Regions from separate parts of the Mus musculus genome. Here region 1 is linked to region 2. Evidence: chromatin contacts called from public HiChIP or PLAC-seq data. All regions are on one chromosome and are shown on one strand. The core of a region is the stretch at or near the end of the contact, and the rest is flanking DNA. Distances in the headings are between cores, read along the strand shown.

Region 1 (4,685 bases), core at 1,985-4,484, 450 kb before region 2:
GGGTTTTTCTGGGATGCCTGCAAACACCATATGGAGTCAACCCAATGCCATGGCATCCAGCAAAGAATTAGCATTTGACCAAGCGCTCCCTGGGGAACACAGCTGCACTGATGAAAAGAGGGCCAGCAGGCCCGTGGAGAGCATCTGTCGAGGGGGTCTCACCTTTCAAGTGCACACACACAAAGCTCTCACCTGAGCCTTCCATCTGGGTGGCCTCAGAGGTTAGGTTTACAGGTCCAGGGGTGGGGTGTGTCTCTATTCAAAGTGCATTAATGGTTTGTGAGAGAAACCCATAAAGCGTGATGGTCTTGAAGTTTTTAGTTGATTATCAGGAAAGCGCTTTAGGGGTCCAGATCTGTGAAGCTTTATAAAAGACATTTCTTTCCATTTACAGGAATGGTTTGCACATGGCAGTAGTGCCTCACGGTTATGGTTGTAGCACACTGTATAGCTCAGTTAGGCAGGACCAGGCTGAAAAACCTCTTTTAACACACTGTTGAGGAATTCCCAAAACATACCAAAAATTCCCTGCTGGAGAAGGGTTTTGATTTTGGGGTTTTGATTTTTATTGCTGTTGTTTTGTTTTGTTTTTAATTCAGAAATAAACAAACACACAAGAAGCTGTCCCCTACTCTGCACTAGTTTGCTAAGGCTACCATTAGGAACTGCCGAGCTGGAGCCCGGCTTTGACTCTGCAGTGTCCCCCACTATCCTGGTACTATCCTGGTACTGTGTCCCCCACTATCCTGGTACTATCCTGGTACTGTCTTGGGAAGCTGCAAAGTAGCTACTGGAGACCAACCCTGAAAGTCATCCCTTCCTTCAGCCTCCTCCTCCGCTTCCTCATCCTCTGTCATATGAGGAACATCTGTCACATGCTGCAGCTACCACACCGGACTGCTCTATCCTACCCGACTCCGCCACCGTGAACTGGAACCCTCTGAGACAGGGAGCCAACACAAATCTTTCTTTCTATAAGATGCTTTGGCCTCAGCAACAAACACATTTGGCTTACACAATGGAAACTTGCTGCCTCACCTTCCAAAAGCCAAAAACCTGAAATCAACTCCGCAGCAGGGTTGTCTCCTTCTAAGAACACTAAGAGAATTTCTTGAGGCCACTTTCCTTAGCTTGTAGGTAACCATCTTCTCCCTCTGCCTCCACGCAGTTGTCTCTCTAAACATGTCTAAACTTCCCTTTCTTACAAGGGCACCATTCAGACTGGGTTGGAATGCGCTCTGATGACCTCATTTTAGCCTATCCGTCTCTATAAAGACCCTGTCTCAGATAAGGTCTCCTTCCAAGCTACCAAGGAGGAATTCAGCATGGGAATTGAGGCAGGGGATCCCATTTAGCTTGTAACATGTTCCTGAAGGTGTTCTGGTTTCAGAAAGCACAAAGTCACTTTGTTCCTGAGTTTCTCCATAAAGAGACAGACAAACAGGGAGTCTGAAAGGGCTCGTTTATGCCTAGGTTTCTTTGCCTCCTCTTTCAAGTAGAGAAAAAGAACTCAAATAAATGACTGCATAAGATTAGAACTAGCAGCTCACGACACCGAGGGACTGTGGAGGAACGCAGGGTCAGGATGAGGCTTCCGGATTAGCCCAAGGGCTGAGCAAGTGCGAGGCAGGAGCATGCCTCTCAAGGCAAGTGTGGAACCAAGGCCACTCTAATGACACTGTAATGACACTAAATGACATGGGCTACATACAACACCAGGAGCTGAGAAGGACTGGCCTTCAGTTAGCAGATGGAGGAAAAGCAGTTCAGCCTTGATGTCTAACAGATTCTTGTGTTGTTTCCTTTTGTTTCGTTTTGCCTTTTTACATCATTGTGCAGCTAGAGGAAGGTGCTCAGACCTTTAAGGATGGAGGCTGATCTCGATGACACATTCCTTTAACACTAGCACTGAGGACTAAGGCCAAAGGGTGGTGAGTTAAAGACCAGCTTGGGGCTATATTATGAGCCTCTCTCAAAAATTCTTAAGTAAGTAAATAATTGTATTATTGGGAACAAGACTACCTAGTACCATCTCTTCATTTTATGTCTGCGGTTGCTACTTCAATGTAATACAACAGAGGAATGCCATCAGCCCTCGGTCTGATTATTGCTTTCTTCCTAAGGGTGTAGGTCAGGTGAATACTGAACTCACTATAAAACCAACTTCCCACATTCTAGGATTGCTTGCAGACATGTGTTATCATGCCAGTTTGTATTGTATTATTTGTTTGTTTCTTTCTTGAGAGAGGAAGGGGTCTCATTCCATAGCTCAGGTGGACTTTAAACTCATAGCCAACCTCCTGCCTCAGCTTCCCAATATCTGGGTTTATAGGCATAAGCCGCCACACTCAGCCTTAATCTGATTTTCTTAAATATTTCCCTTTGTGTGATTTCTGTTCTCTATTAAATGTTATTTATTTAATGTGTAAGTCTGAGTCAAGCCCTCTCTTGTGTGGGGGTGTGGTGTGGGGGTGTGGTGTGGTGTGGGGGTGGGGGTGATGTGGGGGTGTGGTGTGGGGGTGGGGGTGATGTGGGGGTGTGGTGTGGTGTGGGGGTAGGGGTGATGTGGGGGTGTGGTGTGGGGGTGTGGGAAGTGCTTGAGTATTGCCGTGCAGGTGTGGAAGGTCAGAGAACAGCTTTGGGGAGTCTGTTTTTTCTTTCCACCATGTGGTACTCTGGAATCAAGCGCAGGGTCTTGGGCTTGGGCATAAGTGCCTTTGCCTGCTAAGCAGCCTCTCCAGCCCTGTTGCTGTTGCCGATACTGAGTTTTGTCTTTTGCTCGAAAGAATAAAACAGCCTTCAAAATCTCCAGAGATCCGTAACTTAACATGTACAGAATTATAAATTGTCTGACAACTTTTCCTGACATTTCTTTTCTGTGCAGACATGGAAAGTGTGTGCCTAGGAAAGAAGAAAGCAGGGGGATATGACGAGGAAAGGGATTTAATTTTAAGAAGAGAGAAGAGACTTCCACTTGAAGATGACAAAGAACGCACTGGCCACACAGGGGCAAGATGAAGTGGGAGTTTTTTAGAAGATATCACATCTTCTCTTTTGCTCTTTTGCAAGAGCTCACGATGGAGTGGAGTTAATCTTCATCGTTCTCCCGAGAAAGCACAAAATGAACCATCTTAAACTCAGGGAAAAAAAAAAAGCCCCCAACACCATCTGTTGCTCCGCTGAAGCGTTGTAGTGGGGGAGGGGACAAGCCAGTTGTTAAATGGGAAAGCAATCAGGCGCTCAGCTCCCCACACTGCCTTCTGCCTAGAAGCCAGGAAAGAGGTCCAACGAGAGGGTAGAGGATTCCTTTCCTGGGTGCCTGGATTATTAGCCATTGTACGTGGGTGGGTGCACTGGATTACAAACCAGGGTACGTGGGGAAAGACGTAGGTGGCACTTAACCGAAACGAGATAAGTCAAACCAAGGCGCCAAGGGCTGCTTAGGAAAGGATTTCCCTCCTTCAACCCCGATCAGTATCATCTGATGGTTGTTTACTTGTTAAACTATCGTTAGATTGAACATAAGTGTAAAAATAGTCTTAAAAACAAGGCGCAGCTCTCCATTATCCCAACAACACATGGCTTTGACTGTTTCAGAAAGGGAAATAAAATATTTAAAACAGGTTTTTATCTGGGCTGTGCGTCTAAACGTGCAACGGCCCCTTGGAACGGAGCCCTGGTGGAGCAGAGAAAAGCCGTGGGTTGTGGAGGGACGGCTGGCTTCCCGGTGATGTGGGACAAATGGCAGGTCAGTCACATCTAGTCGTTGATGGGGAATGAGAGCAGGCGTCCACTGACAGAAAACAAGCCTCCAGCCTCCACAGTCAGAGTCTCTCCGGGCTGTCCCCGTGCTTCAGGGTGACCCACAATAACAAAGCCCACGGGAGCAGTTTACTCAATAGCTTCGAGCATTGTCCTAACCGTGAATCTTTGCAGAGACTGAGACTTGGCCACCCTGGCAGTCGCGGCGACTCCCCCAACTCCGCAGCCCAGGGTTGGGCTGATACCTCGCGGCCGTGGTACTAGACGCTGCCGGAAGATGGCGCACGAAGATACCGACTCAATCGAGGGTGCCGAGAGCTACTGTGGACTGGGCGGCCGAAGAGGGATTTTGATTCATTAAAAAACATAAATTGTACTTGATGAACAACAATAATAATAATAAACTGACTACTGGATTCCACAGAGATGAATTTTTAAATCCCTGAAATCAAGTTATTTAAATTATTTAATTTAATTTGCTAAATTTCAGTAACTGCTATGTAATGGTGCATGCCGGGCGTTTAGGTTTTATAGCGTCTAAATGCTTCTCTTTACGGTGATTGCTGCAGTTGCACGGTCACCAGAGAACTCTGTCCCCATCTCCAAGCTGTGTAAACAAATTGAGGCGAGAGTAATTACACACTGAGAGGAAGGCAAGAAGAAGCCATGGAAGCCAGAGAGAGCCCCAGCGACAAAATAACACCTTAAAAGGGCTCAAAGATCAATGCTGGTGACTTTACTAAAATCATCCAGGGGGGCCAAACCTAAACTAAACAGTGCCTGGTGGTTCTTATAGCAGGATCTTCCTCTCAGGAAAATAAAATCTATAGTCACATTGATATTACACCTTAAACTGTTTAAGTTCGTGAATGTACATTTTAACTAGCTTCCCAGCTAGAAAATTTGTGCCCAGAAAAATCTAG
Region 2 (4,622 bases), core at 886-3,385:
ATCAGCCCATGAACATCCTTTAGTGTTCATCTGTCTGTATATTCATTTGGCATTCCTTATATTAATGTGTGTGGTTTTCTGCATTCTCTTTTGGACTGGCATATATCTAAACTGGTTTCTTCACTAAGTAATGAAATAAAAATTTGAACATGCTTGTTATTAATTATCCTTTTACTTTTCTAAATATATTTTCTGCCCACAGTATATATTTTATAACCCTGAAGAACAAATGAATTCTACTTCTACCACTTAAAATTACTATTTGGTGGCCACTCCAGCCAGGAAAGCAGGTAGGCTAAACCCAGACTCTCCCTCTTTCCCTCCTCCCTGCAAATCCAATCGTCCAGTCTCATCCTTAGTTCTGCAGCAGACCACCTCTATCACCTAGACCTTCCCCCGCTCTTCATTTATCCCAGCTCCCAGCTCTAGCAGGCACTTCCTGGGAACTCACAGGCCAGGCCAGCTAGGGAAGCAGGTAAGCTACTACTGCAGATCTTGCCCTTTCCCTCAGCTCCTCTACATCTAATTTGAGTCACATCCAGACCTCTGCAGCAGACCACCTGCTTCAGCCTCTCCTCAATCTCTGCCCCCTTTCCCAGAGGATCACACAGAACGTCTCCTGCAAACTTCTCTCTCTTCCCTCATTGCTTTATGCCAGCCTCCAACTCCAGGAGGTACTCCCTAGGAACTCAAAGTTCATTCCAGCATGAGAGGCAGATAGGCTAACTGCAAATCTTCACCTCTCCCTCAATTCCTCAAAATCCAATCCTGCTCCTTAGCAGTCCACCTGATGTGGCATCCCCTCACTCTCTGCTCCCATTCCTAAGGAACTAAACAAATCCTGGCAGAACACGGTTTCCCTCCCTCCTGTGGACTCCCTCAGCCCTCCACTAGCCCATCCTCATTCCTAAGTGCCAGTCCCCAATACCTAGAAACACATTCCACCTGGAGCCTACAGTGGTCACACCTAGAAAGATCCTGGAATTGTCTACCAGGCAACACACAGCCACCACTCTCCTAAGAACCAGAGGGTAACAAAAACCAAGGAACAAAACACCAATAACGGTAAGAGCTAAAGATAAAGACTCAGGATTTAAATAAAACTTTAAACTTAAGTCAGTAGCGACATTGCTCACTTATATTAATGCAAGTTAAGTTCTAAGTTAACTTCTTTTACCTTTTATTTCCAATAAGCATGATGACCATGTTGGAATTGGAATGCTGACGGGCATCTTCTAACCAGGTTGTCAAGTGGTTGAACGTGTCTCTCCTAAGCATAAATGGTGGTGTGTGATTACAGTTTTCAACAATTCTCTCCATAGAACCCAGTAAGCAGCCTATTTTCCCCCAAAATTAAACATGTTAGCCATAGCCACTCATACTATGAGAACCATATTTAAAGCAAGGTATTTGGGTTTAGAGCTCACTGATTACATTTCAGTTAGAATAAACACAACTGTTAGCACAGTTTAGAAAATTTCAATGACTATATAATAGCACCAAATTGGTCAATCCAGGGCACTTATTTAAATAAAAAAGAACTGAGCTGCAGATTTTGAGAATACATTTAAATTTGATTCAAGACCCAGTTTTAAAGGTGAGTAGCTAAAGCATAAAGGGTTTTTTATAGTGTTATTGTTAGTATCCACACTTATTTAGAACTAGTCTCCTGGTACTGAGCTGAAAAGCTCACATGTACTCACCTTGTAATATCATACACTAGTAAAGCCCCCGCTGCACCTCTGTAATATGACCGTGTGATAGAACGAAAGGACTCCTGCCCTGCCTGTGAAGAAACAAAAGGTTGAAAAGTTTCTTTTAAAGTGATATCCTTTGTACATTTCCATACTCCATGTTAATATATTACATACTGAACATAAGGGAAAGGCAGTCATAAACAAAGGAGAAAACAGTCACTAGCCTTAGGAAAACCATCATTTAACAGCACTACTGCTCCAGTCACCAGGATGCACAGGCAGCAGTCCCCCTTCCCTACCACTCCCAAACAAGACCCCTAACCCTTTTTGGCAATCCCTGACAACCCAATTTACTGAATGGCTTCACAATACATGAATCGTTATTAGAGCAGAGAATGGACTCCTAGCAACTAAGCCCTGAAGACAAATTTGAAAGGAAGCAAATAACCCAGAGCCTCACATTTGAATTCAATAACCCACTCCCCGGGGCAGCTGTTGACACTAGAATAAATAAAGCCCATTGTAAATAAATGATGAATGACATCTTTACGCCCACCATCTGCTGGTGGAAAGGTTGTCAGAAGGCCAAGGATGCAGATTTTATCAGTTATACCATAAACTGCAGTGGGCTTTCAACAGCCACAAGATGGAATTCTTTGAGCAATCATTTTATTATGAAAACCAGAAAAAGGCTCTGAATTGGATTTATATAATTTTTCTTCACACAATCAATTTCCTCTGCATCTGATATATAAAACTTGTCAAAAGGCAACTGGATGTAAATATCATCTTTATATCCTGTGAAACAGGCACCAGAGATTAAGTCCAGTTCAAAACATTTTCTATCTCATAGTATTAACATTCTGCTAAGCAAGGCTGAGGAAGGCTATAACTATAGAAATAACTTTTGTACTTAAAATATATGAACATGAAAGATATTTAGATTTTTATGCTCTGAGTCTTGAATTTCTGATGCAAATATAAAATCTTTCTATCATGCTCTGATTTGTTTTAATATCTTCTTTTGTTGACCCTTCAAGACTATTCCCTGCCTTGAATGTCACTCACTCTCAGATCTGGGACTGGTACTCATATGGCACTCAGAGAAAGCATGCTGAAAGAAACTGTATCATCAAGTACCTTAGCCACATGCATAAGATGGTCAGTGTACCTCTGCACACAAGTGGACCCACTCAACGACAATAACTTCCAGACTCAAGTGAACAAGCCCTCTCCCACGAACCAGTTCTAATACTTAAATGAAAGCACAAAAGCCATTGCATGGAAAAACAAGCAAAGATCAACCAGTTCCTTTCACATAGTTTGAAGTTAAACAAACAAAAAAACCCTAGAAGGTATGACAGCCACAGCTCACGCCCGCCATGCTACTACTTAGAAGGGCTGAGGTAGGGGGATGGCTGTCGGGCTTAGGCTAGCCTAGGACGTAAAGTGAGTTCTAGATTAGCCTGGGTTACAACAGACTGGGTCTCAAACACAACAACAAGCAACACACACACACACACACACACACACAGGCTTATACAGTGATTTTTTTTCCTTCTGGTATCACCAATATTCTAAATATCTCTAACGTTTCTCTTATTTCCGTCCTAAAAGCCTATTCTTATCCCTCTACCTATCTATCCACTTTCTATTCCTTAGAGGATCAGTTCAAATCCCCCAGGGTTTCAGAAAGTGGAGGCCTTTGGCTACTACACTGCACATTCATCCTTCTCTCCTCACACATCTAAAAGCACTTCCATGTGGTTTTTGTCTTAACACTATTGATTAAATGAAATGAATACAATGCTCAAATGCACTTCCTCTTTAGTCCCAGCAGGGCTAACCTAAGTGAGTTTATAGAAGGCACTTTAATATGTTATCTTGATTGTTCCCAAAGAGCTTTCCATTCAAAACTAGTTTGTGAGAGGCAGTATCACAATAATACTTATTTCTGATGGTTAGCCATTCACCTAACAATAAAACTCTAGCTATGCAGACAAGAACAAAATTAACAAAGAAAGTAAAACGAAAACAAGGTAGATATGAAAATTTTGTAAGAAAAAGTTATTTTAAACATTTGGGAGGAGTGGAAATGTGTAAATGACATCCTAACACATGGTGACTAACACATGGGGTATGGGAACAATTCCTTTTGATTATGAGTCTCTCCTAGCCCAGCTGGCCTTGCACTCCTCATCTTCCCGTCTCAGCTCTCTGCATGCTATCATTGTTTTCCTTTCTTCTTTAAGGTATGAAGGCATGCTTAGGAAACACAGCAAGTAGTCTGGATCACAATAAATGCTGCCTAATCATGTGTGTTCCGTAAGGCCATCAGGTAAGAAAGCAAACCACTTTATGTCATGCTTTTAATGCAGCAGAAAATAATTCCCTTTGGTTGGTGTGGTGGTTTGAATATGCTTGGCCAATGGGAAGTGGCACCATTAGGAGGTGTAGCCTTGTTGGAGGAAGTCGGTCGCTGTGTAGGTGGGCCTTGAGTGCTCAAGCCCCGCCCAGTGCAGAAAAGAGCCTCTCTGGGCTACAGGTGGAGGACAGTCCCTTTTTGCTGCCTGCAGATCAAGATGTAGAACTCTTGGCTCCTCCAGCACTATCTCTGCCTGCATGCTTACCATGCTTCGCACCATGATGATAATGGACCAAACCTCTAAAACTGAAAGCCGGCCCCAATTAAATATTTGCCTTTATACAAGTTGCCTTGGTCATGTCTCTTCACAGCAATGAAATCCTAACTAAGAAAACTGGAGATCATAGGTTTAAATCAAGACCTTGATCTATGAGATACATACCTTCAAGCCCTTCCATGTAGGTTTTTCCCCCTTTCCATTAGTTTCTCTGAGACAAAGTCTAATGTAGTCTACACTGGCCTCTAATTCATATAGAGTTGAGGATGATCTTCTATTCCTG

What was found. HiChIP or PLAC-seq counts read pairs in DNA pulled down with a chosen protein or histone mark.
Region 1: a contact with region 2 is called in an H3K4me3 HiChIP or PLAC-seq map of embryonic basal ganglia, with 4 times the contacts expected there. The contact joins two enhancer-like sites. A contact is called at or near these places in 4 of 115 datasets of contacts at active chromatin or transcription factors (astrocytes, embryonic basal ganglia, embryonic forebrain and 1 more) and 1 of 9 other capture datasets (embryonic stem cells).

Annotation. Positions count from the first base shown.
Region 1 is chr4:9,027,295-9,031,979 of GRCm38.p6, reverse strand. No RefSeq gene overlaps it. Among named protein-coding and RNA genes, the nearest start is that of Gm34428, 21 kb to the right of the region's middle. Within about 2 kb of position 3,234, at least 158 of the 459 cell types and tissues checked have an H3K27ac peak or open chromatin away from gene starts, as enhancers often do. A contact at or near this core is called in embryonic basal ganglia, where this site is marked.
Region 2 is chr4:8,575,119-8,579,740 of GRCm38.p6, reverse strand. Rab2a (RAB2A, member RAS oncogene family) reads right to left here. Exons shown (of 8, transcript NM_021518.3): 4 at 1,704-1,786; 5 at 1,178-1,270. Among named protein-coding and RNA genes, the nearest start is that of Rab2a, 42 kb to the right of the region's middle. Within about 2 kb of position 2,135, at least 29 of the 459 cell types and tissues checked have an H3K27ac peak or open chromatin away from gene starts, as enhancers often do. A contact at or near this core is called in embryonic basal ganglia, where this site is marked.